Linked DNA regions of Zea mays: regions 2, 3 and 4 are each linked to region 1. A link is a contact called in public Hi-C data. All regions are on one chromosome and are shown on one strand. Each heading gives the region's core, a stretch centred on a gene start, on an enhancer-like site or on the middle of the called end of the contact. The rest is flanking DNA. Distances are from core to core; before and after follow the strand shown.

Region 1 (7,721 bases), core at 3,271-5,770:
TTAATCACCAAAACAATGTAGAAATGGCATAAAGGCACATTTTCCTTTCACTCTTGAGCCTAAAGGTGTAGGTGGTCGGACCTCATTATGTCGACCTCTTGCTCACAAATAATGAGATATGTGATTTTGTGGCATGCTCATACTATCTCTAGTCACCATGTATTGTGTATTGATTCTTTCCAGTCTCCTAGAGGCCAAAAAGTGCTCGTTCCCATGTGAGGGCAGAGCCATACTACGACCTTGATGAGCCATAGATGGGAAGGGAAACTGCTGCTGTGGCAGGTGAAAGGATTGCGGGTGATAATCCACATCCTGCTCTGTGTACTCATCACCGAACAATCCGGTGTGAAACGCGGACGGTTCGGGATACTCGAACGGTCCACGCGTGTAGCTAGATGGTCCGAGCATTTTAGTTAGACCTTGCAAAGAGTATGATAGCCCTGGCGCGACTCTTTGTGGTCCATTATAAAGGATGGGACCATCCACTAGGGGCGGGGGGCAGACGGTCCAAGCCTCAAGCTCGGATGGTCTGGTCGTGTGTAGGACTACAGGTTTGTCCCAAATTGGTGGAGGAGGTTGTGGTTGCTCGGCGTATAAGGTCATCTGCACTACTATAAGATGGTTGGGTTTTTGAATGCCCATTTATAGTCAATGAATTGTGTGTTGCAGTCTTAGCATCAATCTCGTGATGGAAAATTAGAAACGATGGATTTTTCATATGCTCGTGTCAGTTTTTTAAATGAATCTTCCACACCCTCCATGTATTGTTTTAATTGATCCCGCTGCTTGTCTATATAATGCCCAAGAGAATAGATGTCATCGGTTTTACTTACATTAGGGCATGCATGGTAGGTAGAAGAGATGCCATCTCGAACTCCTCTCGCTGGACGATCTTCTTATGTCCTCCCACCTTGAAATGCGCCAGATATTTTTCTTTGCCTCTTCACGCTCTTGGGCTTGCCTCCACATAATTTTTCTTCTCGTTGTCACATGTAATCTTCTAATCGCTGCTAATCTTCACCCGACAGGCTATCAAGAGTCGGCTTCATGATGTTGCTTGGCGAAACTTTGGTGTGATCCTTAGAAAGTGTGTTGGCTCATTTTTAGGCAAATCACAAAACGAACCCTAGGGCCAGCGCACGACATGATATCTTGGGGTCCTCTCTGCGTGAGCACGGATTGTCCGCAACGAGCGGTCAGAACGTCCGTGACTGCGAAGAGGGGCTTCGATCTTCTCTACGGGCGCGCGGTCCGTCCGCGTATGGGCAATGAATTGGCTGCGGAGCATGCAGAGGGCTTCGCGGATATTCTGCAGATCCTGGATCTTTGCCCTCTGAAGGGTTTGTCTTAAGGTCGGCAGGCCATCCAACACACCTTTAAATGACATAGAGTCAAGGAGAGGTGGTGATTGAGAATGAGGAAGACTAATTGCAGCTACTCCTAGAGCGAGAAATGTAAAGGAACTAGTAAATAGATTGATTCGATCGTTTGCAGCCGCTCCTAGACGTATCCCAATATATTTGGATACATTTCATAATTAGCTCGATAAGCACGCGAGAGATAAAGACACTCACATGAGTTAATCTAATCGTAGACACCGTCCAGAACGCCGGCCCATGCTCATGTAGCAACTTTATAAATTATTTTGACCGGTAAAATTCGGTTGGTTTCCGATAGGACGGGCTAAAGTTGAAGAGGGGATAAAGGCAGTAATGTACAGTGCTAGCAGCTTTCTGGTATTTACATCTCTTGTGTCCAAGCAAGGAGCGAAGCTAAGGGGGTGTTTGGTTTCAAGAGACTAATGTTTAGTCCCTTTATTTTATTCCATTTTAGTATATAAATTGTCAAATATAGAAATTAAAATAGAGTTTTAGTTTCCATATTTGGAAATTTTGGAACTAAAATGGAATAAAATGTAGAGACTAAAAATTAGTCCCTAGAAACCAAACACCCCCTAAGTACTAATCAAGAGAGCCTAGTTATGCCTCAAAAAATCGCCGCGCTATTCCAAACTCGCCGGCTATTTTAAACAAAACCAGGCCAGCCAAAGGGAAGTAATTAAAACAGGCGGGATCGAGGAAAAGAAAAAAAAAGGAAAGACAGACATGCAGTAGACTCTACTAGCTATATATGTAAACTAGTAGTACGCACACAGCTACGACCTTACGTGTAAATAAAGGAACAAGTAGCTAGCTAGCTAGCTAGAATGGCGTTGTAGCGACGTCCCTGTCGTCCATGGAGCGGCGCCGTCGGCCGCCTTTGCTCCCGCCACCGCGACAGCCTTTGGTGGAGGAGCAGCAGCAGGCGCCGAGCTCGACGTCGTCGTCCGACGACGAGGAGTCGATGGAGCTAGTGGACTTGCTGACGGCCATGATCCGCACGGGCTTAAGACCCTCGGTGAAGATCCTGATCGCCTCCTGCTCCGTCTTGGTGCTCACCACGTACAGCGCCGCCTCCTGTAACACAGAAATAAAAACGGGCTCGCTGTCATTTAATTTGGTCGTGTTTATTTACTTCAAATAATTAATTTATTTGAGACCTGCTGGGCAACTACGTAGTATCCTCTAAATTACTCTAGCTTAGCTATAGGTTACTCTAATAATCTAATTTACTACTCTCACCGTTCTTTTTTATTTATCATATTTTAATTTAAAATGATCTAATCGGTGATAAATATTTTAAAATGATCTAATCGGTGATAAATATTTTAGAACAGAGATAGTATAAGCAGTATAAGCTAGATACGCAGTGTGTTCCTCTAATTTCCTACTCCCGTCGTTTTTTTATTTATCTCACGTTTTAGTTCAAAAATAATCTAACGGCAGGGGATGTCACGGTCGTCGTCGTCACAAGTTACGCGACTTGATGTTTGTACGTACGTATGTACGCAGCTGGGTCGTCTAGCTCGTCGCAGTACAAGAAGCACGAAATATCCCATCTGCGACGTGTTGTAACAGCACACAGAGTAGGACTGAAATTATTGTGCCGGACGGGCACGTCTCTGTCTGTCACAGTTGCGCCCGTTATAACGTGTGGTGGCCAGTCGGGCGCATGGCGGGGTACACGTACGACAATCAGGTCGCGTACGTGACGGAGACCCCCGTACGTCATGGACACGTCGCACGCCAATCATGCGTGTGTATCACTATGCTACACTCGCCTTCGTAACCGGTGTTTTTATTTGAAGGAACCTAATTCACCTAAAATATATTTTAATTTAGTATAGGGTATACCAATACTTTATACTTCTGGGTACCTTAAAATGTACAGGCACTGATAACTTAATTAATGTACTAACATTTTTTTAGATGGGAGAAAGGTAGTAGGTGAGTCACTACATGGAAAGACGACGCAGTGGTGCAATATGCATGGCAATGGTACCTAAACACGTGGAAAGGACTGTCTGATTGAATAGGTTTTCAGGAACAGTGACACTCCAATTATTTGGGAATTATCTTTACAATTACTAGAATCATAGTACTTTGGGATTGAAAGAAATATATATATATATATATATAAACTAGCACCACTTCGCCGGCTAGCAAGCGCTGTATCGATCTGTTACATGTTTTTGTACATGAATTAATTATGCTACGTAGTACTCGACAGTGTTTTTAAAGCATTTCTAAGAGCTCCCTAGAAAATAACTCATAAAAATCAATTTTAAGGAACATTTAAAAAATTAGTAGGGTAAATTTTATTTTTTTTTCTCCAACAGATCTTTATCTTTTAAAACGACAGATTGTTTTTGGGAACCTAAAACTTCTTATTTGTAGCTATAAATAAGAGAGTTTTAAGTGCCATGAAAAAGTTGTGAGCACTTGGGAACTGTTAGAGATCGTTTTTTATGGTTTTTTTCAAAAAACTTGATTTAGAGGAGACTTCTGGAGAGCTCTTGAAGATGATTTTAGGAGAGGAAAAAAAAGGGAATGGTGGAGGAGATGGAGGATGCATTTACAAATCAAAAGAGGGAATATTGGATGTGATATCCGTGCATATTTATTTCGAAATATTGGATTTGCGAAACAGAAATTATTATAGATCACACACACATTGATTTAACAGGGCGGTGAAGAAATCATCCTCATGAGATGGTGAAAGAAAAAAAAATCGCCGAGAACAATGCAAGCTCCTGGGTTGAAATAGCATCTCACAATTTTCTAGTATAATATATATAATGCATTATGTGTATTCATATATGTACGTGCTTACCCTTGCGAACTTGATCTGGGCGAGGGTGAGCGTCTTGGGCTCCCACTCTATGGACGACATCCGCCCCGCGTCCTCCACCCTGCTCACCGTCGTCATGGCCGGCTCCGCCATGTCTGCCGGCGCCATGGAATATATGCTGGATGCAGAGCAAGCCTCTTCCTCTTCCTCTTCGATCGGGTGTGTACTAGTCGAGAACGTTGCCGACTTTTCTCTCCTGCTGATTCGTCAGGATGTTTCGCTACTCCTCTGCTCTGTCTCTGCGTGCGCCCGGGCTGTACTAGTCGAGAACGATGGAGGCCAGCCAAAGCCACAGACACAGAGATGGAGCCACGCCACGCCCAGGTATATATACCGCGCGCGGCGGGGCCACGGCAGGCAGGCGAGGCGACGGACGTGTCCCTCCCGTACGGGCGGGACAGGCGGCCACGTGGCTGTCGCGGAGTGGGGGCACGCGCGGCCACGCGGCGCTAGCTGCATGCGTCGTCGTCGTCCCGGACCGGAGCGGCTCTTGTTGCGTCCCGATCCGACGTGCCTGTTCGTGTGGCTGTGGTGCGCAGTCAGGTGCGGCCGGGACACGTAGTGGCGTCCCCGAGGTGGTCAGCCGCCGCGTCCAATCGGGGATCGCCGCGTCGGGGGGCTTTGACGGGCTGGGATATTATTGCGTGCCGCGCCTGCACTCGCCACCGGCCGCCCGACGGCGGCGGTCGTTACCGGCGGGTGGGACTGTTCATATGCTACTCGTCCATACCGCATGCATGTGCAAACGCCGACCGGTCCTACGTGCTCTTACGGGCATGCATGCACGTGGATCCAAAACATGTTTTGTAATTCCAACGCATGGACGATGCCGATGGTGGCTCGACCAGTGCAATTCGATCACGTACGTACGGTGACGAGAAGGGGAGGCCAAGCTGTTGTGGGCTACGACCTTCACTGTCGTCGACGTCGTGTCGCACGCACGTACGTGCGCGCGCGCTGGGGTTAGCCGCCGCCGCCGCTGCGGTGTGGCACGCTTGCGCTGCATGACACACGTGACATATAAATGGCGCGCGCGGCGGCGCAATGCATGCCGTCAGGTAACGCAACGCAACGCAACGCAACGCAACGCAACGCAGGACGCAGGCCCGACGACCGATCTGCAATATCGTGACACGAGAGGTACCTACATGCGAAACCGATGGAGCGAGAGAAAGAAAAAAAAAGGAGATATTTTGTGAACGCAAGGTGTCACGATCGAGTCCATGCGTGCAAGCGTGCGTATATGCACCGGGACCTGCATGTAGTGGTGGGGACACGGACCTTGTGACGGAGAGGCGCTCCACGTCCGGCAGGGGACACCACCGGCCGGGGCCCGCGCCCGCGAGCTGCCGCCACGCCACGCCGCCTCTCGGCCGGATCTCCGCGCCATCGCTTTCGCCTCGATACTATTACTATGACAGCACATGTCTTCGCTATGCTTGCGTTCCCCCTACCGTCTATCGCGCAACACATGTCTACTCCAGCAGCCTCCTTAGACTGACTTGACCCCAACATGCCATGCATATACGCAAACCGGCGATACATTTACGTGGCCTGATCGAGAAGAACAAAAAATGCACGTGCTCTCTCTGCGATGCATATTGCTCGGTAGTACACGGGAGATGAACAATTAACCGCTGTTTGAACATTATAAATGCGCTGCTTTTTTTTTTACCAAATGCATCGCCATATGCATTGGATGCCTCTCTATTTTTGTATGCATGTCCATTATGTACTGTACACGATACATACGGGCGGTTTGCTTCGTCCATTTGCCTTGCGCGGTTGGGGTCAATCGACGTGTCTTATATACGCATATAACTGAAATAATATAATGCATAATACTGCATCTATTCTTAAATATTTAACGTTTATTTTTGAACTAAAAATGTCGAATAAAAAACGGAGGGAGTACGTACGTAGGTAGGTGAGTGGTCGTTTTGTTTTGGATCCTATCCTACTGTCCTCCATATCTATCTTTAGGCAGCGGCGGTCATAAGATTTCAGAGATCGGGAAGGCCGGAACCAAATTTTAAATAAAAACCCTTGTTGATATTACATATAAATTTCATCAATAAAAACGCAATATGATCTACTAAAAATTATAACTTTGATAAGTTGTTTATGCTCCCGTGAGAGTGTTGTGAGACGTATTTCGTCGCCGCTTTAGCTGACGTGGTGTTTTTAGTTTGAGAAGTCATTTTATTCTAGATGAGTTGATTTATCATGGGTTTATCATATGAATTTTGATAGAATGACTATATTTCTTATGCTAGTGATTATTATTAGCTAGTAAGGAATGAGATAACAACATACCAATTCATTTAATTTTACTAACCGAACAAATAATAATAAGTAAAAGAGTAATATAGAACTTATTCTTCTAACCGTACACGCTATTCTTTCATTCTATATATATAAATAAATTAATTTTATACTATTAATGTTATTTATGTTTATGAGATGGGGCCCTATGGTCTAAGGTGGCCTGAATCAGCCGACTGTCTGACCCCCTCAGGGCTGGCACTGTCTTCATGGGTGGAGCTAAAATCACAGCATAAAGAGACCAAACAATTCATTAATACTATAAAGTAAAAAATACCGAATCATATAATAAGCTAATCATAATCAAAGAAACTTACATCATACAATTGTATAAATTGTATATTAGTTAACTCTAATAAGCCCAGAGGAAAGTGACCAGATGAATTAATAAAGGTGGTATAGAACCACAACACTGATGTCTCAAGGTCAACAGGTTTTACTCCATTCAAGCTATTGTTTGGTGACGAAGCAATAACACCGGAAGAAGCAAGAACAGGATCAATAAGAACCAAAGCTTCTACGGAGGATGAAGCTGATTGCCAAATAACAAAAGACACCATAAAAGGGATCAGACTTCAGGCCATAGAGCACATCAATAAGTATCAGGCTGAAACAATAAAATGGCGCGATAGAAAAGTTCGATTGATAAATATCAAACCAGGCTATTTGGTGCTTCAAAGGATAGCTAACCCAGATACAGTAGGGAAGCTGCAGCTGAAGTGGGAAGGTCCTTTTCTGATAGTATCTTCGTCAAGACCCGGTTCTTACAGACTGAAGGATATGGACGGAAACAACATACCTAGGTCTTGGAATGCGGATGAGCTTCGCCGATATTATGTGTAAATGATGTAATCTTTTTATTTTTTCCTATGGCACCCTTTTTCTTTCAGGAGGGGAGAAATGTTTTTAATGGGGCCATAGTTTGTAATTTTAATTTTTTTTGTTTAGCCCTATGCAATACAAGGGCCAAATTACCCCAAAAATGTAACATGTAATATCAGAATCCGCACCATCGAGTCCAAGAAGAACAGAGAAAAGCTCAAAAGTCGTCCCTAAGGGGATGCAGAGTTGTAATCACTCCGAAGGTGACGAAGCTACAAAAGTCATTCCTAAGGGAGCGCAGAGTAAGTTCCGAAGCTCAAAAGTCGTTCCTAAGGGAATGCAGA
Region 2 (7,635 bases), core at 1,600-4,099, 420 kb after region 1:
TCGTGGCCGTCAGAGGAGCGCTGGAGCCTGGCGGAAGGACAACTGTCGGGGCTGTCGAGTCCTTGCTGACGTCCTCTTGCTTCCGTAAGGGGGCCGAGAGCCGCCGTCGTCATAGAGCGTGCGGGGCGCCATCATTACTTGTCTGGCGGAGCGAGCCAGATGGGACGCCGGTCTTGTTCCCCGTAGCCTGAGTCAGCTTGGGGTAGGGTAATGATGGCGCCTCCTGTTGACGTGGTCGGTCCGTGCCCTGGGTTGGGCGATGTGGAGGCTCCTCCGAGGTCAAGGTCGAGTCTGTCTTCCAAGGTCGAGGTCGAGTCCGAGCCCCTGGGTCGGGCGAGGCGGAGACCGTCGGCTGAGGCCAGGGCTGAGTCCGAGCCCTGGGGTCGGGCGATGTGGAGGCTCCTCCGAGGTCGAGGTCGAGTCTGTCTTCCAAGGTCGAGGTCGAGTCCGAGCCCCTGGGTCGGGCGAGGCGGAGACCGTCGGCTGAGGCCAGGGCTGAGTCCGAGCCCTGGGGTCGGGCGAAGCGGAGTTCGTCGTCTTCCGGGGCTGAGCCCGAGTCCGAGCCCTGGGGTCGGGCGAAGCGGAGTTCGTCGTCTTCCGGGGCTGAGCCCGAGTCCGAGCCCTGGGGTCGGGCGAAGCGGAGTTTCTTATGGCGCCTGAGGCCGGGCTTGGCTGCTGTCAGCCTCACTCTGTCGAGTGGCACAGCAGTCGTAGCGGCGCAGGCGACGCTGTCCTCTTGTTAGACCGATCAGTGGAGCGGCGAAGTGACTACGGTCACTTCGGCTCTGTCGACTTGAGGGCGTGCGTCAGGATAAAGGTGTCAGGCCACCTTTGCATTAAATGCCCCTGCGATTTGGTCGGTTGGCGTGGCGATTTGGCCAAGGTTGCTTCTTGGCGAAGACTGGGCCTCGGGCGAGCCGAAGGTGTGCCCGTTGCTGGAGGGGGTCCTCGGGCGAGACGTAAATCCTTCAGGATCGGCTGCCCTTGCCCGAGGCTGGGCTCGGGCGAGGCGTGATCGCGTCCCTCGAATGGACCGATCCTTGACTTAGTCGCACCCATCAGGCCTTTGCAGCTTTGTGCTGATGGGGGTTACCAGCTGAGATTTAGGAGTCTTGAGGGTACCCCTAATTATGGTCCCCGACAACTTGAGAGAGGGTTTTCTTGTGTTCTTTGTTGCTCTTGTTGCTTGGCTTGGACTTTCTTTTCTTTCTCTTATTATCAAGTGCTTTATAAGCAAAGCAAGAGACACCAAGTGTGTGGTGGTCCTTGCGGGGTCTTAGTGACCCGTGAGATTAAGGAAGAAGGCTCACTCGATCTAAGTGACCGTTTGAGAGAGTGAGAGAAATGGTTGAAATAGACCCTGTCTTTGTGACCTCCTCAACGAGGACTAGGTTCTTTGGAACTGAACCTCGGCAAAACAAATCACCGTGTTCACTCGCCTTATTTCTTGGTTGATTTGTTTTCCCTCTCTTTCCGACTTGAATTTAATTCTAACCCTAACCCCCGATCTTAGTGCGTGTTTAAAGTTATAAATTTCAGGTTTCGCCTATTCACCCCCTCTAAGTGACTTTCAATTATCAAAGAGTGAACAAACATATTTCTGAATAGCAGTGGGGTAACAACTTGGATATGAACCCAAACTCGCTCACCAAATTTTTGACTAAAAAGCGAAGCGAACTCCCAGTAAGATATGTATGTACATGGCCTTGTAGGTTCCACAAAATCAACAACAACATCAATCTCTTTCTCCACAGGAATCTTCACAAAAAACAACAAAGAATTTCTTCCAGTTCTACACCTTGCAACCTAATTTGCAATCGAAACAACAAGCAAAAATGTGTAAAAGCAATGAGTTTGTATAGCTACTTCTAATGGAACAGATGTCTGCAACGCAAACTAGTAAGTTGCATGCATAATGGCTAGACAACGGATCCATTGTTATCCATGCAGCGTCATGGCCGGTGGGAGAAACGGACGCCCTGCTATGGCGGTCGCCGACTGAGGACCTCTTGGATTGTCCACCATTTACCACACGTCCACACCAGCGCATACGCCCCTGGCCAACATCGAGAAGGGTGGCCCCGTGGCTGCACCGGCCGAGGGCGCGAAGGCGTCATGGCCGGCGGAAGAACCGGTGTGATGGGCAGCCTGCTGCGGGGGTCGCAGATCGAAAACCTCCTGGACCCGCCGCCATTTCTGAGTTGACGGAGGGCAACAGATTCGCGTTCCCGAAACTTACGGCTGTGTTTTGTAGGGGGCTCCAGGTGGTGGACCACACTGGCACTACGCCGACCTTTTAAGAGGTAGTGGATGCCGCTCCGGCCCACGGCGGCATGGCAGTGACGTTTGGGGGGGTGGGAGGGGGTGAAGCTGTTGGCAGCGGCTGGAGCCGCCGCTGTGACAACGCTTGGGGGCGGGGGAGGAGGTGGCGTTGACTCCAATCGAGTCCCTGGCAGCGTCCCGAACAGGCAGTGGCGACGATAGGGGTCGTCGCGGAGAGGAATATGCATAGGAGTAGGTTTTTTTTACCGTCATCAACTCATCTTGGCTCTGGAACCATCTTGACTTGTCGCGACAGCTGCGGCAAGAGAAGGTAGTGAGGGCTTACGGTCATTGGAAGACGACCCGTTGATCAGAAATCCCACGCGTGAAAACATTTTAGGTGACGTGGACACTGCGAGAGAGTCCGTTTTGTACCAGCCTTCATATATAGGAAATTTCATATATAGGAAATGTTTGAGCGGAAAGGAAATGAAAGATATATTTGCAGAAAAGCCCCAGTTCAAGTTCGACAGCCGAAGAAAAGGGTCTCGGCGGGTTTTTCTTTTTGCAAGTTTTGAGAGCGGCAAAGCGTTAGGCGTTAGGGCATCCACCTCGTCGTAGGCGGCGGTCTCCATGTCGACCGCATCCGGCAACGGCAACGGCGGCTCCTCCTCTTCCATGTTATACGACTTGTACGGCCCTAATGTACGTGTTCTCTTGCTTCTTCGCCTCTCGCTTCCCCCCTCTCGGAATATTATGGCTTTGGTGTGACATAAAGGGGAACTTGTCATCAGTTAGAGCTGAGTTGGTTCATTTTTTTTAAAAAAACTCGCAGTTCTTCGTTCACTGTTGTTCTTTTAATGGATTTATTAATCCCCGTTGTATGGCAAAATTGGGTGCTGCAGCCTGCAGGGGGGGGGGGGTGTTAGGTACGACTATGTTAATTTGATTGCTTGGTATTCTTGGAGTAGGAGTTCCGCTGAGATTGAAAGAGGGGATGTTGCATTGCATCATGACTGTTTGGACTGTGATTTACACCAATGTTCGTTGATTACCATGAGATTTGTAGTGATGGTGGATTTTTGTGTTAATGCTGCTACTGTTGGTGGGCTTGAACTGTACCTATGAAGTTTGCACTGTTGTTTCAGAGCAAATTTGTGCAAACGAATGTATGGATGTGAAGCAATGCTGATAGGTTGTGAAACTATGAGGGCTTACTTGATTGATCCATTGATGCGCCTTGAGCTGACCCGACATTTTTCAAGTACACAGCTTGAACACTCCTGTAGCTTGTTTGCTTAGGAGTTCTATATTTTGAATTTTGAAGGTGTGAACCCTGACTGATTCCTTGATAGGTAGCAAAGTGGGACTCCTCTTGTTCGAATTGTAAAGTGATACAGTAATGCTATCCATATTGTGTTCAGACATCAGAGCCTGCTCATCAACTTAGGGATCACTCATCAAATTAGGGACACTCGAAGTTCAATCCAAAATCACTTGTACTAGAGCTATGGACATGGCATAATAATTGACTATTTGGTGATGCCATGCTGCCGATTTGTTGATTTAATAGTGTACTCTTAAACATTCATTTAGTTGTCTTCTTGTTGGCGAATCATTCTTGTGGTCCTTCCTGCTTGCTTTGCTAATAGACATTATAGCTGCCTTTTTTTGTATTTTCTGTGCTTCCAACTCATATTGTGTCTTCTTGTTTATCCTGTCTAGGCAAAGCCTGATGTGGTTTTTAAGGAGGCTGCTTTAAACTCTACGTTAAATCTGCAGGTTAGCTCATAACAAAAGCTCAATGAAATTTGACTTGTGAAAACTGTTTTTGTTCTTGTAGTTTAGTTAAGAACCATTTTTTTGTTCGAATGCAGGATGTTCAGGGTCTAGTTACTTGGGTTATTGGTGATGGCATGCTGCCTTCTTGGGTGTTTGTTAAGGTACTTGTCCTTCTCATTGTGGTCTTTCAAACATGTGTTGCTTTTTTGAGGTATTGACAAGTTATCTTAGTTTCATTTTGTAGAGCTTGGTCTCTTCTTGCTGTTATCCTCATCACACTTAATTAGTCTTAACTGACTTCTTTCTTTCAACGCATTTCAGTGATCAACCCACTCTTGGCATTTGATTTCTTATTCTATTAGTTGTAGGTTATTTGTCACCTTTCATAAATATTTACTATCTTTATGTTGTTGTGTTTCAGAACAAACCTCTTATACCCAAAGTTGTCCTACTATATGTTCCTGGCCTTGATGCAACTTTATATATGTCACACACTCGACTTCTTTCTTCTCTGAAAGAATTATGTGGCAATCCAAAACCTGTTTTAGCTTCAAGGTTTGTGCATTTTTTGTTAATGCCTACAATTAGGGGAAATGTATAATTTCTTCCAATATGCATTGCTAATGTAATCCTATTCTAGCAGCCGTATGCCGGATGAGAGGCACACCATTGATGCGCTCCTAACCTGCAGAGTAAAGAGAAAGCGTGATGTAAAAACATCAAATGAGTCATCTAAACCTGACATAGATGGTATGTCTTGACGTCTTAGCACTGTGTTGTCATTGTGGCTCAGGATGAACAGTGTTCTGCTTCATTGGGCCTAGTGTTGGTATGTTATTATTGTGATAGCTACTGGAAGATTTGAGCTTCATTATGAAGGCTGGCGTGCTTTTTTTTCTCGAACATGCAGGAGAGCTGGCATTCTTATTTCAAAGATTCTTATACTGATTTGACAATTTCAATCCTTTTGTATTGCCCTTACTTGGTCACAAGTTCTTCATTTTTAAGTTGACACTACATATGATGATTTTTTCTTTATACCCTTCTTTAAATATTATTGGTGTTTTTACCAGTCATATTTCATCACAAATGTACTGTCACTATGGCATCTTGCATAAGTTTGACTATAGCAGTTTTATTCTATTTATTTGTTGTTTTTGTATGTTTATCGGCATTAGAGTAGATATAACTTTGTCCATGAAAAAACAGACACTTTTGAACCTAGATTGAGAATTTATGTTTCATGCAATTGGTTAATATTTTCATTTTGATCTCAGGAAAACTATCAAGTCTGGATGATCTTGGGGACATACCATTCCCTGTTACATATTACACTCTCTCAGAGAAAGACTTGGAAGATAATGGCTACTCTTTCAATTTACCAGGTTATCTTTTATCCCTCTTTTCCAAAATGTAGGCCGTTTCAGTTTTGTCCTAAGTCAAACTTCTTTGGTTTTGTCCAAAAATATTGAAAAAAATAATTGCACCATAAAGACGGTTTGTGGTGGTTTTAGTGAAAATAATTAGTTACTGTCGATGTTGGTGTATTTTCTATAAATTGGTCAAAGTTAGAGAAGTTTAATGGATAATAGATAAAACTGATACATCCTATATTTTACGAGGGAGTATTTCATTGCCTCTCTCCTTGCCCTTTAATGCCTATTATTCAAATGACATCTGTATATTATTGCCATTTTAGGTTTTGTCCCTACTGTTTCAGCTCCTTCAGGTTCCTCGCCACATAAAGTTCTTGCACTTGATTGTGAAATGGTAACATGACTCCTGATAACTGTAATGATATATGTTTTGAAGCCATTTCTTTGTTTTAAAAAAATTCACTACTGTTTTAGAATTATTATATTTGAGAAGGCATTACTATTATTGTTACAACTGTGCCTGACTGCCAGTGCCATAAATACTTGTTGCTATATTTGTTGAATATATTTAGTGATAATTTGCAACCTTTGCAGTGTGTGACAAAAGCTGGATTTGAGCTCACAAGAGTGACATTAATTGATATTAAAGGATTGGTATGAACTTTTGTTTCCTAGTTTCCTTACCTTTTTTATGGCATGTTGTTCATTGCTCTGTGAGTTTGAATTGTTTTCTTAGTGATTCCACCTCCTGTCAATAGTATGAGGACATTTTCCTCTGTATACTCCTTCACAATCCATTCTTATCATCATGTTTTGCTGTTCAATGAGTTCTGACTTTGTTTGAATATTTTCAGGTGGTGCTAGATAGACTAGTTAAGCCTGCTAATTCAATCATTGATTACAATACAAGGTATAGTGCTTTTACTTGCCCTCTATGGTTAGCAGGCACTATGTTGTGTTTTTATGCCAATTCTTTTTGACATTGTCAATTCTTTTTGACATGATTATATTATAACTTGGTGTCAAAATACATGTCAGATGTATTTTGACGCTTGTTATTTCTATATGAAAATTAAAGAACTGATTATTTGTTATATGAACTTCATTTGTCATTCTGAATGGGTTGTTAAATGTCCATTACGTGATGTAATTGTTTTTAGGTTCAGTGGAATCACTGCTGAGATGTTGGCTGACGTGTCCACAACCCTGCAGGAAATTCAGGTTAGTGTTAGATTTATTTAGTCGTCTTTCCATATGTACATTACGTTGTCATGAAACATTGCCTGTGCTTTACACTGTTCTGTTCATATTTCCAGGAAGAGTTTGTTGGACTTGTATATAAAGAAACAATTCTTGTTGGGCATTCCTTGGAAAATGACCTTATGGCATTACAGATATCCCATGGTTTAATCATCGATACAGCTGTTTTGTACAAGTATAAGCGAGGGTCTCGCTGTAAGATTGCTTTGCGTGTCTTGACGAGAAAGTTTCTCGGCCGGGAGATCCAGAACACAGGATCTGGACATGACAGTGTGGAAGATGCTAAAGCTGCTCTAGAACTTGCTATATTGAAAATCAAACATGGTAAGAACTAAGAAGGCATTTTTGCCATCACTTTTGTTTGGTTAACATCCATTTCTGTAATGCTAATGTGGATAGGCAGACAACATGGCATAAGTATATCATTTTGTTCGTACGTTCTAATAACTTGTTAACCAGGTCCTGATTTTGGTTTTCAACCATCGTTGTCAAGGCAGAAATTGACATCTATACTGCATGAGAGTGGGAAAAAATGCTCCCTTGTTGATGATGTATCTGTTCTCGAGCGGTATTCAGATACTTCTTGCAATTCAATTGCTGTTTTTTGTGATGATGATGCCCTCTCCAGATCAATGAAGGAGGTTGGTGCAATGCATTTTTAGGTGTAGACATTCTTTCCAAAGTGTTCTAAGATGATTTCATAATAATAAATTGAATCCTACTGCAGGTGAAGAATAACAAAGTCACCTTCATTTGGACTCAGTTCTCAGGATTGATTTCTTACTTCCACCGAAGAGCTCAAGATCCAGAAAAGTTGAAATCATGTGTCGCAGAGGCTATTGCATTAAAAACATGTGATGGAAAAACTGCTTCAAAAGAAGCAAGAAGTAAAATTTGTCCTGAATTAAAGGAAATTCTGTGTGGATTGGATAAAAAGATAAAGAAATTATATGGT
Region 3 (7,297 bases), core at 3,309-5,808, 260 kb before region 1:
TCATCCAGTTTGGGAGCGCCGTCAGTGCTTGCTCGCCCGCCATAGGAGCGTCGCTGCCGGTCGCCCGCCTCGACGCGCCACCGCCGCTAGCCTCCGGGATCGCCGCCGCTCGCACGCCTGAGCAAACCGTCGTCGCCGCTCGCTTGCCCGAGGGAACCGCCACCCCCGCTAAAACCTAATCCCTGACAGCCTGAGTGTCTTTTATAGACGTCTGTACCTGGTGTGGCTGAACCGGATGGCACCGTTGAGCCAGGGCTTCCTCTAGTTATTGGAAGTCTAGGGCTCCAAATATATAAACTACACCCAGCCCAGGTGGGGTTGGCCGAGGCCCAACAAATTAGGGTTTCCCGGAGCCCAACAGTTCATTAAGCACACCCAACTCAGGGAAAGGCCCAATAGCCCCAAAAGACTAGTCTAATGGGAGAAGGGTGGCTCTCCCTTTTAAAGTGGCTTCCTCCTCCCAAGTTAAGCGAGGTAGGATAATTCTGAGGCTCACACGGTCGCCGTCCGACTACAATTGGGCCAACTGGGCCGATTGCGTCTTTGCCAACGGGTAATAGTGGAGGATGTCCTCATCATTCCTACCTTCTTAAAATGGGCCCTAGCTCTAATACCAGATGATACACCCAGCCCAGGTGGGGTTGGCCGAGGCCCAACAAATTAGGGTTTCCCGGAGCCCAACAGTTCATTAAGCACACCCAACTCAAGGAAAGGCCCAATCGCCCCAAAAGACTAGTCCAATGGGAGAAGGGTGGCTCTCCCTTTTAAAGTGGCTTCCTCCTCCCAAGTTAAGCGAGGTGGGATAATTCTGAGGCTCACACGGTCGTCGTCCGACTACATTGGGCCAATTGGGCCAATTGTGTCTTTGCCAACGGGTAATAGTGGAGGATGTCCTCATCATTCCTACCTTCTTAAAATGGGCCCTAGCTCTGATACCAGATGATACACCTAGCCCAGGTGGGGTTGGCCGAGGCCCAACAAATTAGGGTTTCCTGGAGCCCAACAGTTCATTAAGCACACCCAACTCAGGGAAAGGCCCAATCGCCCCAAAAAGACTAGTCCAATGGGGGAAGGGTGGCTCTCCCTTTTAAAGTGGCTTCCTCCTCCCAAGTTAAGCGAGGTGGGATAATTCTGAGGCTCACACTGTCGCCGTCCGACTACAATTGGGCCAATTGGGCCAATTGCGTCTTTGCCAACGGGTAAGAGTGGAGGATGTCCTCATCACTTGGGCTTCCAAAGAGTGACCGGAAGCTCTGACCCAACGCCACCTTTCGGTTTAGCCGCACCACCTCAAACAGACTAGGCCTTGAGTCGTCTATAAAAGCTACCCAAGACCACCACGAATTAGGGTTTCAGCGCGGCAGCGGTTGCGGGCGGGCGGATCTAGCGCGAGCGGCACTGGACAAACGCACGACGACGGCCTTGCGGGCTGGCGGATCTAGCGCAGGCGTCGCTGGTCAAGCGCGTGGCGGCTGTCGCCGGCGTGGCGACCATGCAGGAAACTGCTGGCGCTACTGGTCCCATCCGTGCATGCCCGATCTCGCGTTTCCCCACCGACATGCGAGCGCACTGGTCTGGCGGGATCCGGCGCAGACAGGGCGCGGATCTAGTCGAAGCGCGGATGGACGGTTCCGACGTGGACAAAAGGGGTCCGTGGCGGCCGGACGACGAGTGCGCGGTTGGCGGACGGACGCGGCGCCGTCACAGGCAACGTAGCTGAGATGGGATCGGTAGCGGTGGACTTCCCTAGGGGCGAGCTGCGACGGCGGCCTCCCTAGGTGCGAGCAGCATCGGATCCTAGAGGCGCGTGCAGCGGGCAACGGCTCCCTTAGGGTGTGAGCGACGACGTGTTTTTATGCTGCTTTATATACATATTTATGCCAACATCAATAGGTGTTTACGACATATATTTCAGTTAATGAATACCCTTCCTTCTATTGTATGTTTATGATATTTCTATTCACATTTTACGCAAATGTTTATGCATTGTGTCGTTACCTAACCCAGTGTGTATATAGGGTTTCTAACATTTACGTTAGCTCGATATTTACGATCAAACTGAGAGGTTTTACACTCAAAACTGAATATTTTTACGATCGAACATGGAGATGCGTCCAAATAGTGACCCGCATGCCAATTTTTAAGTAGTGTACCATAATGCATAAATACATTCATCGTGTAGCATAATTAGTATCAATATATATCATATAATGTTTGTAACGAGCCTAGCTGCATGACTGTTGTAAAGATCCTATTTTTATGGACGAAATAATACATTTAAATCAGTTTTTTTGTTTCCATGCATGCCAATCCATTTTCTTTCAACGCATATTCTTACCATCCTAAATTTGTGTGCATTTAGCAGGAAACAAATTTTTTATGCGGTGTACCACACTACATAAGTATCTATACCGTATAACATAATTAGTATTAGTATATGTTATAATCTGGTTACAACGAGCCTAACTGCATAACTCTTGCAGATATCCTATTTTTATGGACGAAATTAACCATTTAAATCAGATTTTTTGGTTTCCATGCATACCAATTTATTTCCTTTCAACGCACATTCTTTATCATCCTAAATTTGTGTGCATGCAGCAGAAAATTGATTTTTTACGCGGTATACCACACTGCATAAATATCTACACCGTGTAACATAATTAGTATCAGTATATATCATAAACTGGTTCTAGCATGCCTAGCTGCATGGTTGTTTGTAGAGATCCTATATTTATGGGAGAAATAAAGCATTTAAATCAGATTTTTTGTTTCCATAAATGTCAATCCATTTCTTCTCAACACACATTTTTTTCATCCTAAATTTTGTGCACATGCAGCAGGAAAAACTAATTTTTATGTGGTTTACAGTATTGCATAAATAACTACAATGTGTAGCATAATTAGTATCAGTATATATCATAAAATGTTTCTAACGAGATTAACTGTATGACTGTTATAGAGATCCTATATTTATGGACAGAATAAAGTATTTAAATCAGATTTTTTGTTTATATGCATATCAATCCATCTACTAATGACGTGTTTGGATTGCAGCATCATGTAGCCCGGAGTTAAATCATCCGTCATGGGTTAGAGATCAGAAGGACGAGGTCATCCGCTGCTTTTTCAAGGAACCAGCTCGACCGCCTATGGAGAAAGCTACGAAGGATGGCTTGATGACGGATGGATTTACCTCGTGACACAAACCAAACAGAACATGCAGGTTCGAATTTAGGTTCGGATGATTCCGGATGAGTTCATTTGTCAATCCAAACAGGTCGTAAATTTGTGCTAATCCTTCTAATTTTATTGCGCATGCAAATAGAAAAAAGAAGGCGCGCATGCAGGGATGGGCGCGAGGTGAAGGCGACCAGGTCTGGTTGGATGGGACTAGTCTGGTCAGATGGTACATATATGACTAGGGCGTGCACCATATCTTTGGAAGACTAGGGCTTTCAATAGCCTTACCCATATATAACAAAGAATATAAATGGATTTTTTTGCTAGCCAAAGGAAAGCGGAAACATTAAGAGCGCAGAGAGGTGTTCGATTGGTGGAATGATATAGTCCGGTGTTATCCCATTTTTCTTGTTTTTTATTTAGTTTGTCAAATAGAATAAGTTGATTCGTGACTACCTTATGTTTTTTATATAAACTAAGGGCCCCTTTGGCAGGGCTCTGGCTTCTCCAAAAACGGCTTTGGCTCTGACTCATGAGGTGAAGCCACTTTTTTAGATGAGCCAAAGCCATTCTGAAAAATCATTTGGCAAAACGGCTTATAGGTTGTTTTTCAGAAAGACCATTGTATAGTTTACTTTTTATAGATCTCTCCTGTACGTGGCTAGGGATTGAGGACAGGACAAAAAAAATAATTTGGACTGGTGGGAGGGCTATTGTGCAAAAATGACGTGAGCTGAAGCCGGGTGAGCCACTTTTTTGGCTCATGCCCTCTAGTTCATTTTGGAAAAGCACTTCACTGGTGAAGCCATTTGAAAAAGAGGTATTTGGCACAACTTTTGCATGAGCCAGAGCTGAAGCTAAAAAATAAGCCCTACCAAAGGGGCCCTAATATTTAATGCTGGTATGAAAAATGTTGTTGTTTCAAAAATTTAAGAAATAAACTCATAAAAGATAATATTAGTTTTCTCGAACCTTCCTCCGCTTTCCCGCTCTCAGCAACCCCACTATCCACCATCCTATCCCTAGCAGCAGCAGGACGCCAGGACCACGTGTTTCATTAACAAACAAACATGATCCTGCTTTGTCACCGGCCCCTCCCTCACCTACCAGGATGAACCTGCTGACGTCGACCTCTGTCACCATTCCCGCCCATGCTCAACTCCCCTAGAGACCGGTCCCACGCGCCGGCGGAGCCCTGCTTTTTTCGTCGTCGCTCTCCCAGCGAGCCGTGCCCGTCTGCTCCTCCTCTCTCCCTCCATGCTCCTCGCTGCGCTCTCTTCCCCGCACACTTATCTTTCCAGCTCAGTGTCCGTCCCTCTCCTCGACACGCACATCTTCCATTGCTCGCTTGCTTCCTCGTGTCGTCTAGCTCTATCCGATTCCAACACAGCTACCTATAAATACATCTCTCTCTCTCTCTCTCTCCCCGAGCAGAGCTAGGCAGAGGGCAGACCATTGGCGAGAGGATTGTTGGAGCTCGGCCGAGCAGAGCACGCACAGTGTGATTGTGTGTGTGTGTGTCTGACATGGCGTCGCTCTGGCTAGCGAGAGCGTCGTCCCAGCTGGCGCGCCGTGCCGCCGCCAGGAGGCCTCCTCCGCGTCCTGCGCGCCACGGCTCCGGCCAACCCACCAGTTCGTGGTTCTTGGGCTCGGTGCCGCAGGCGGCCCTTGGGTCACCAGCGCTGGACACAAGCCGCCGGGGCTTCTGCTCCGTCCGGCGCTTCGCAGGGGAGAGCAGCGCTGCTGCTGCTGCGGCGGCTGTCGTCGACGAGGAGCCGGAGAGCGGGTTCGCAGCCGGCGATCAGCAGGTATGCGTCGACCAGAGCAGCAGCTAGATAGATTCTGAACTGCTAGTATGAACTTTTGGATCGGGCCATGTAGCTCTTTCCTGATTTCAAATAAGCAAATTCTCTGCCTTTGTGGGATCTGGAAGGACCAATCCTCTGATACAAATTCCAGGAGCTGCAGATAATATAATATCAAGGCTTAAGGCATCTCTTCTTGCCCATCTGCTCTATGCTCCCTGACCTGGTTGCCTGGTTGGTGTAACTTGTCGGTACTCGCTAGCCCGGTGCATGCATGATGCATCCATCCTTTCTGAAGCACAGTAGTTTTTTTCCCCATTCCATCTGTGTTCTTCACGTTCTTCCTCTGCGATCCAAAATTCGGTCACGTCATCAACTTGTCGACCGACTCCGATAGCCACCGTTACACCAACTCTTTTCTGAATTTTGAAACTGAAGGTAACAGGTCGCGGAGGACAATTGTGGATAGAATTGACAACAATTAGTAAACAAGGCAGATAATAAGAGAGGATGGATTTGGTTGCTGATTTCCCTGTGGTTGGTTGACTGCCTGATGACTGTATTAGATAGTGACGTGCTTTCATCTGGAATGGTAGTGCCAATCTTCTCTGGTAGTATTAGCTTAGTATAATACGTTTGCTTTCCGTGTCAAAGGGTGACGACACCCAATGATTAGGAACATCTCCATGTCTTTACTGCACTTTGTTTCTCTTTTATATACAAACCAAACAAAGTGCTGTCTCTTTGGCATGGTCAATGAGACCAACTGTCTCTCCAAGACGGGTAAATTTGACCACCCGAGACTGTTTTCTTCCACCGACGCTGATTTAAATTTGCACGCATTCGTGTGCCGTCAAATCTTGTAGGCAGTTGACTTTCCAGGAGGGAAAGTATCCTTTGTGGCCGAAATGAACTTCCTTCCAGAATCGACGAGGGAAAGGATCAACTGCTACCGCGTGCTTGACGACGACGGCAGAACGATATCAGGAAGTAGATTCCAAGAGGTACGCTGATGGCTGCACTGCACCGTTCTGAGAAGTTCTCTCTTCAGACTAGATGCTGCGAGGGAGACTTGTTCTGAAGATTAATGCTGTTCATCCTTGTCAGGTCAGTCGGGAGCTGGCTCTGAAGATGTACAGCGAGATGGTGACGCTCCAGATCATGGATACCATCTTCTACGAGGCTCAGAGGCAGGGCAGGATCTCGTTCTACCTCACTTCCAACGGCGAGGAAGCGATCAACATAGCCTCTGCTGCTGCGCTCAGTATGGATGACATTGTGCTGCCTCAGGTAGTACATGTGCATCAGCTATTCCACTCCTCTGAATCTTAATCTAGCAGAAAGATATAGTCTATTTTTCCAACAATCGATTCACACACTGCCCCCATTTCTTTGCTGCGACATGCGGAGCCCAAAATGTAGTACAGGGAACCTGGTGTTCTTCTATGGCGTGGCTTCACTCTGCAGGAGTTTGCAAACCAGTGCTTTGGGAACAAGCTGGACTATGGTAAAGGGAGGCAGATGCCCATTCACTATGGGTCGAACCGTCTGAACTATTTCACAGTCTCGTCACCTATCGCGTAAGTCTCAAGCATCTCTTCCGCGTCGGAAAGGTCTTGCGAGTGAAGGTCATATGTTCCATTCTTCCTTATTTTTCCCAGAACACAGCTCCCTCATGCTGTTGGAGCTGCCTACTCTCTGAAGATGGACAAGAAGGACGCGTGTGCCATCACATACTTTGGGGACGGTGGGACAAGTGAGGTAGATGAAAGCTCTCCAGCCACTGACCAGTCGCTTGCCAGTGCCATTATATCCAGCCTTCCTGACAGATGAACATTTCTCAGGGAGACTTCCATGCAGCGCTCAACTTCGCGGCTGTTATGGAGGCACCGGTGATCTTCTTCTGCCGCAACAATGGCTGGGCCATCAGCACTCCGACTACTGAACAATTCAGAAGTAGCAACAGCGTGTCTTCATATACTGATCCATGGCAGTTACAAGTAAACAATGCAATGTCGTGTTAAAATTCTAGTCGTGTTGCAGGTGATGGAGTTGTCATCCGTGGCCAGGCTTATGGGATCCGTGGCATCCGAGTAGATGGCAATGATGCTCTTGCTGTGTACAGCGCAATCCATGCTGCCCGAGAAATGGCTGTAACTGAAGGAAGACCAATTTTAGTTGAGGTGCTCAGTAGATCCATGGAGTTTCATTACCTGAAATGCACAAAAAAAACTTCAGTATATAATTAATCTGAGTATCGACTAATGAGATTTCAGGCACTGACTTACCGAGTCGGCCATCACTCGACA
Region 4 (7,353 bases), core at 2,008-4,507, 270 kb after region 1:
ACAAAGTGTAGATTGTTACTACAAATTTCTTTAGCAATGCATAAGCTTATATGAACCCTGCTACTTTTTGTTTTTGTTTTTTCTATCTTCATGTGATGAATCACTAACAAACAACCGTTAATGCAATTCTCAGAACTAGCTAGCATGAAGTAGCATATTACTATGGAAGGATCTATAGGAAATATCTTCTAACTATTGGTTATCTCCAATGCATACAAAATTTTATACAGAAAAGAGTATCACTAATTCACTATGTGCTGTAGGTATCCACTATCTAACTTTGTTGGACTAAAGAGCCCAGACCAATCGACCCATTTTCGTGGAGGTCATCATCCTTCTTTGTTGAGCCATCTGGGTGACCTTGCAAATTGGATAAGTGCCATACAATACCTACTGCATATGAATTTTGAGCCTTTATCAGGAGCTGAATAAGAACTTTGTTCATAGAATCACACTGTTTATCTATAGACACCCACAATAGAATACCTACTGCTCATTATGGAGAAAATGTACCTATGATAGCCCTCACATGGCAGCTGCATAGTTGTGCTAAGTGTGAAGATATAACAATTTCTTGAAGGGGTGTTAACACAAATATGTTTATTGAATCCCACCATCACTTAAGCATTCATTTTACTGTTAGTTTGAATTGCAATCCCTCATAATTTTATCATGTGTGCTTAACTGCTTATGCATATACATATCTTGATAGGATTTTGTATGGAACTGCAAAGGTTGTTTTAAGAATAAATTCTAGCAAAATTCTGGATGGACAATCAACACCTCAAAACTCTCTCATCTTTGTAACCTTCAGTTACATTTCTCTGAACCTTTGCTTCAATCATGTGATTTATTTATCTGTGTGCCTTCAATTACTACAAAAGGTTTGCCTAGCCATGGCTCCTTATTGTTTACATTTGTTTATTTTTATTTTTTCATGACATGACAAAGAAATCACTATCATTATCAAATATTCAAATGCGTAGAGTTGGCAAAAGATTGACTATGATATTGATGATCTTTCTTGGTCCGAATGGAGTTTTTACACCTAATCACAGTCTAGAGAGTTTATGCACTGTCCTCCTTTTTTGGATACACTTTCTGTTAACAAAATGCTACACAGTTGCATTCTACTTACCTTGTGATTTTGATGGAGCTCTGTTGTTGTGCTTCTTTGACATTTGTTGGTCCTTTAAGCATTAGGTCTGCATCATGCATTATGTTGTTCTCTATTGATCTCTATATCCCATATTGTGGAGATCACTAAAATGTTAGTAATTTAACTTCTGTTCAAACTTTCAATTCCATCGTCCGTGAAAAATTGATAAGTTGACTTGACTCCATTTTATCTTCTCCTTATTTGAGCTTGTATTCTTATTTTTGAATACATTGCCGCCATGCACTAAGATTTCTATTGTTAAGAAACAAGGTGCTATTTAAAATTTGATTTATCCCTTACGAATGTCTGCTGGTTTCAGGAAAGTGTTGAGAGAGGTGGCATCTAGAGGACGTCATGTCGAACGTGTGAAGATTTTTTAGAAATGTATATTTGTGTGACGCTTTTTAGAAACTTGACTCCATTTTATTTTCTACGTTCCTCTTGGCTTTGTTTCCTATCCTTTTCAATGACTTGCTATGCATTTGCACTATATTTGGCATGTCTAAAACTGCTACACAAAACTTGCTATATATTTTGTTAAAAAATACTATATCCTTGTTATGCTTGATTGATCTTTATTTTTTCTGATCTTCTATTCTTGTGTGGGTCTATCAAGAATGAGGCAATTAGATAAGGATATATGCTTTGTCAGTATTGTTTGAGTCTTCGAGCGTAGCAGCAAAAGTTTTGGCGCATCATTGTTTTAGTTATTATGACATGAACAACCCATTTTATATATAGAGCTCGTGGCAATGGAAGTCCCACAATAGAACGATGGAACTCGTGACATCAAGTGGTGTCGTGCTCGGGCTCGCGCTCATCTGCAACAAGGCACTATTTCGCGTGAGGGTCCCTAACACCATTGTGCTCATGTCGTGTTCCGTGGCAACGCACGAGCACATACCTAATAGTTTCATTAAGATCTAATATTTTGATAAAAATATCTTATTTTTTCAGAGTCCCTACGATAGATATCTTTAAAGAGTGAACATAATTGGACCATTGGATAGCGAGAGCCTATTTAACAATAATGTTTCTCAAAATCATAGTTTTATACTACTATGCTTTACAATTATAATAACAATACCATAGTTTTAGCAACTCTATAAATACCATGGGTTTAAAGAACATTGTTTGGATACAACATTTTAATATAATATTAAGCAAAAAAAAACTAGCCATGCCAAAAAACATGTAAATATTTGTATATTCCAAAAATACCATAGTATTTAGAATACCATAATTATAAAAGGATAGTTTTCAGAAATATAACTATATACATCTTATATCATAAAAATACTAAGATATTATAAAAAACATGATATTTTAGAAAATATTAAAATACTTCACTATCAAATAATAGATTCTAAACAGTGCATTGGTGTACCGTGCACGGTAGATCAAGAATGACCGGAGTCATCGAGTGAGCGTCCGCCGGGGTGCCTTCCCACGGCGAGCGATAGGACTAGGCGTGAGTGGACGTGACGGCTCCCATCACCACTTCACCAGCACTGACAACGCAGACGCCAGGCACAGCCAGCCAAGCACACAACACCACGCCGTCAGCCCGTCACGCGCCGCGCCACCGCCACCGTTCCGTCCCCGCGGTGCCGCGCGCGCACGCCACTGACATCCCTTACCCCACCAACAGGGGGGCCCACGCACCGGTGTCTGCCACGCGCGCCGCGCTGGGTCCGATGTGGCACGGATTCCTTTTGACTTCCCACCTCGCAAGCTTCCCCCTCGACTCGGCCCGCCTGAGTCCCAGCGCCAGCGGCGGAAAGGGAAGAGAAGACGAACCAAAAAAAAAACTGAAAAGAAAAACAAAGCCGCACACACAAACACGAGCGCGAACGTCCGCAGGCCGCAGCGCCGGAGGAGGACGCGAAGGCGACCGGGCTCCCAGCAAACCCGCCGCGTCACGTCCCCCTCGTCCTCGGGGTCCACATCCAGGTCCACCACGTGGGACCTGTGCGTCAGCGATACAGGGCGGGCAGGCGGCTGGGCGGTCGCGGACCTTGACGGAATCCAATGCGGCTCTGAGGTTTTGACGTCCGCAAGGACGGGTCCCGGGGACACGCGCACACACGCACCCGACCCGAGTCGCAGGGATTTTTTTCTACTGCTACTGCGAAGTGCATTCTCTCCCCTTCCGTTCCTGGCTCCGGCCTTCCCTTCCTTCCTTCCTCCGCTCGCTCGCTTCCGCTTCCTCCTCCTCCTGCTCGCCGCGGCTCGCGAGGGAAGTTCCAGGCTTCCAGCGGAGTCGTCCTCGCGGGAGTGCGGAGCCCCGGCACGGCCCGGCGGCGCCACCTCGGCGCCGGAGGAGGGACGTTTGCGCTGCTCCCGAGGGCCGAGGCCCGGATCGCCGGATTCCTCCACGGGCTCGCTCGGATCGAGGAGGCGCGGAGGTGGGCTCGGTTGGTGGGTTTTTCGCCGGCCGTAATTCTTGTGGTGGCTTCCTTGCTTTCGGAGACGCGGGGCTGGGGAGCTCCCGTGCTTGCTTCTGGCTAATCCGCGCTTCCTTGCGTCGCCCTGCTCGGTGCTGCTACTCGCTTGGTTTCGCTGGATTACAGGACGAAAGGTGACGAGGAGGTGCGCTGACGCTTTTGCTCGGCTCCGGTTTTGGCTGCCGGCGGAGTCGCAATCTCGGCTAGATTTGCCGAGCTGCGGCGGTGTCGCAATCCCGGCTAGATTTGCCGCGCTGCGGCGGATGCTTCGACGCGCACCGGATCTCCACCGTTCCTGCGGCGCGGAGTGAAGGTACGGTTCCCGACCGGATTTTGGGAAGATGGTGCCGTCGGGGCAGCACAACCCGATGGGCCCGGGCCAGCAGGTGGGCGCGTCGCTGCTCCGGACTAGCTCCAGCCTCCTTGGCGGCGGCGCCGGCGCCGGCGCCGGTGGCCAGCCGGGGATGGGGATGGGCGTCGGGGTGCTCCCGTCGCAGTCGCCCTTCTCGTCCCTCGTCTCGCCGCGCACGCAGTATGGCGGTGTTGGCGGCGGGAACGGCTTGCTGGCGGGCGCGTCCAGTGTCGCGTCCATGCTCAGCAGACAGCAGTCCTATGGGAATGGGGGAACTGGGGTAATGCCGGGCAGCGGCGCTGGGCTCCCGATCGGTGGGCTGCAGCACAGAGGCGGCCTTGATGGCGTTGGTGACTTGGTTGGCACTGGAGGGCCGGATTCCATGGCGTTCTCTTCCTCGGGCCCTGGTAGCTTGGGCAATCAACTTGGCGTGGACAGCTTGCAGCAGCAGCAGCAGCTGGATGCACCACAAGATTCACAAAATCAGCAAGAGCATCAACAGCAAATGTCAATGACATATAATCAGCAGCATATGATGTCACAAACTCAGCAGCAGCAGCAGCCTGCAGTGAAGTTGGAGAATGGAGGCGTCCTTGGTGGGGTCAAACTGGAGCAGCAGATGGGGCAGCCTGATCAGAGTGTTTCCGCACAGATGCTGCGCAGTTCGAGTGGTGGTGTGAAGCTCGAGCCACAGTTGCAAGCGTTGAGGAGCTTGGGTGCTATCAAGATGGAGCACCAAAGCTCAGACCCATCTGTTTTACTACAGCAGCAGCAACATATGTTGCAGCTGTCTAAGCAGAACCCCCAGGCTGCAGCTACTCAGTTGAGCCTCCTACAACAACAGCAGCGTTTCTTACAACTGCAGCAGCAGCAACAACAGCAGCAGATTCTCAAGAACCTGCCTTTGCAGAGAAACCAATTGCAGCAGCAGCAACAACAGCAACAACAACAACAGCAACAGCAGTTGCTTCGTCAACAAAGTCTAAATATGAGAACCGGTAAATCAGCTGCTTATGAACCAGGAACCTGTGCAAAGAGGTTGACACATTACATGTATCACCAGCAAAACAGGCCACAGGTAAACATTTGTCACAAACAACTATTGTCATCATTTCAACCTAGGCGGATGCTCATTATTAAAGATATGGTATTAGGACAATAACATCGAGTACTGGAGAAACTTTGTCAATGAATACTTTGCCCCAAGTGCCAAGAAGAGGTGGTGCGTTTCTCTGTATGGCAATGGCCGTCAAACTACCGGAGTTTTCCCTCAGGTTTATCTTTTGTCGACTTGAATATAGGCTGGTAGTTCAATTTTAGTGACCTGGTTGTTTGTTATGATTACTAGCAATCATACAGTCTTTTGTTTACATGCGATATATTTTTTGAGAATGCCCCAATTTGGCTTTTTGGTTCTTTAACATGTATACAATGCTATGTTATGTTTTAGGATGTTTGGCATTGTGAGATATGCAATAGGAAGCCAGGGCGAGGTTTTGGTGGGTATAATTGTCTTTTAAATATATCCTAGTAGATATTTTATGTTTCCATGCGATTATGCATTATTACTATTCGATGCCATCTTACCTTTTATAGAAACAACGGTTGAGGTCTTGCCACGGTTGTGCCAAATCAAATATGCCAGTGGTACACTCGAGGAGCTTCTGTATGTTGATATGCCGAGAGAGTCCCAGAATTCATCTGGACAGATTGTTTTGGACTATACCAAAGCAATCCAGGAGAGTGTCTTTGAGCAACTGCGTGTAGTCCGTGAGGGGCATCTAAGAATTGTATTCAACCAAGACTTGAAGGTAATATGTTCTCTAGTTGAGGTACTTTGTTATTTTGTTGGAATGGTGTCCCGTATCAAAAAAACTGTTTGGTATTCTAAGATAAACTCTTAATATAATACATGGAGGACGGTCTTTCCCTCCCCGGCCGAGTTTTTTTTTATTCTAGGATAAACTGAATGATAGTCTTGTTCGAAATTACCTTTCTGGCCTTGTTAATTAATGTCGTTAGGCAGGAGTTCATTTTTTTGCTTTCTCGTGTGATCAAAGATTTATAAATTAATGCAATTACTGAAATTTATTACACTAGGGAATCTTGCATGCCCTCATGCATGCATGTAGAACTATAATTCAGAGGTTATCACCAAGGTAGCCTTTTTGTCTCCCGTTATTGTGCAAGGCAAAAAATGGTTCAAAGAAAGAGATACTAGCAAAGCCACCTCAAAATAATGAACGAAGAAAATGCCTATAATAATGCATAATTATGTAGCACAGGAGTAGTTTGTCACACTCGTGATAAATTTAACGCTGTTGGATAAATTGTTGTGTCCATTTTACTTCTTAGATTGCATCGTGGGAGTTCTGTGCCCGGCGTCACGAGGAACTTATTCCTCGGAGATCAATCATACCACAGGTATATTTTGCCAAAGATAATGGAATGTGCATTTTGTCATCTGTATTGTGATTCTGATCATGGAGGACTTAATTTCATGCACCTTATCTTCTATTAGGTCAGTCAACTTGGTGCTGTAGTGCAGAAGTACCAGTCTTCTGTTCAAAGTTCAGCATCACTATCAAGTCAGGACTTGCAAAACAATTGTAACTCGTAAGGACTCTTCTTTGATGTGCTTATACTTTTGAACTTTAAACTAAGTTCTTTGGTAAATTCAATTTTTTGCCAAGCTACCATTCTGAGCTTAGTTATCCAATCTGGCAATCTCCCCACAGTGCTATGCTGATATAGCTAACCATACTTATGGCACATGGTTTCTTGATCTTTGCAGATTTTGTCTCTCTTATTCATTGGTGCTTCTAGTTCTTGCATGGTTGTACCTCTATATAAATCAAGCATAGCTTGCAACCTCATAGTAGAACCGGTTATTTGCTGTTTGCTATATTTTTTTAGCAACATACTGGAGTTCTGATTTGAATTTTGCATGTCATAATCATAACCTTCATTTTATAAAGTATTAGTGCATGTGAGTATCTAGCACTTTGCATTCAAACACTGCCCAAAATGGAGAATTTCAAGGGGCTTTGTTAAGTTAACTATAACATGCATATACATCATCTTTTGTATTGTGTGCTTTGGAGGCTGTGTATATCATGCGTGCCATTTGTGTTGAGCAAGTAGTCAATACACGCTTTGGAGGCTGTGTATATCATGTGTGCCATTTGCGTTGAGCAAGTAGTCAATACACGTTTACCAGGAACATAGCTCCTGTTTCAAAGGAATATTTTATTGAGCCAAAAAAAATCTGAAACTAAGCGACGGAGAGCAGGAACATCAAAAATTCAAAACACTGCAATGAACAAGTGAACCTTTTGCTGTTGGACATTCGAACTTCCGTTGACATAAATACTCCATTCCAAATTATAATATGT

Evidence for each region. A called contact is a pair of places that touch in the nucleus more often than the background predicts.
Region 2: a contact with region 1 is called in a Hi-C map of leaf, with 5 times the contacts expected there. The contact joins the promoter of LOC100383366 here to the promoter of LOC100194130 in region 1. A contact is called at or near these places in 3 of 25 Hi-C or Micro-C datasets (bundle sheath, leaf and leaf mesophyll).
Region 3: a Hi-C map of bundle sheath shows a contact between it and region 1, with 2.8 times the contacts expected there. The contact joins the promoter of LOC100191513 here to the promoter of LOC100194130 in region 1. A contact is called at or near these places in 5 of 25 Hi-C or Micro-C datasets (bundle sheath, ear, endosperm and 2 more).
Region 4: a Hi-C map of leaf shows a contact between it and region 1, with 6 times the contacts expected there. The contact joins the promoter of LOC100279192 here to the promoter of LOC100194130 in region 1. A contact is called at or near these places in 6 of 25 Hi-C or Micro-C datasets (bundle sheath, ear, endosperm and 2 more).

Annotation. Positions count from the first base shown.
Region 1 is chr10:15,896,031-15,903,751 of Zm-B73-REFERENCE-NAM-5.0, forward strand. It overlaps LOC100194130, which reads right to left and starts at 4,521. Exons shown (of 2, transcript NM_001139183.1): 1 at 4,213-4,521; 2 at 1,704-2,456. The coding sequence starts at 4,338. The coding sequence ends at 2,202.
Region 2 is chr10:16,322,457-16,330,091 of Zm-B73-REFERENCE-NAM-5.0, forward strand. LOC100383366 (Small RNA degrading nuclease 5) reads left to right here and starts at 2,850. Exons shown (of 15, transcript NM_001362072.1): 1 at 2,850-2,967; 2 at 3,988-4,044; 3 at 4,140-4,205; 4 at 4,466-4,599; 5 at 4,688-4,794; 6 at 5,322-5,429; 7 at 5,744-5,814; 8 at 6,015-6,074; 9 at 6,275-6,330; 10 at 6,581-6,641; 11 at 6,737-7,004; 12 at 7,140-7,321; 13 at 7,408-7,635. The coding sequence starts at 2,896.
Region 3 is chr10:15,635,910-15,643,206 of Zm-B73-REFERENCE-NAM-5.0, forward strand. LOC100191513 reads left to right here and starts at 4,559. Exons shown (of 9, transcript NM_001136945.1): 1 at 4,559-4,991; 2 at 5,855-5,992; 3 at 6,096-6,278; 4 at 6,411-6,568; 5 at 6,650-6,749; 6 at 6,833-6,944; 7 at 7,032-7,171; 8 at 7,265-7,297. The coding sequence starts at 4,710.
Region 4 is chr10:16,162,410-16,169,762 of Zm-B73-REFERENCE-NAM-5.0, forward strand. It overlaps LOC100279192, which reads left to right and starts at 3,258. Exons shown (of 9, transcript NM_001152216.1): 1 at 3,258-5,036; 2 at 5,113-5,232; 3 at 5,409-5,457; 4 at 5,555-5,769; 5 at 6,314-6,382; 6 at 6,480-6,574. The coding sequence starts at 3,948.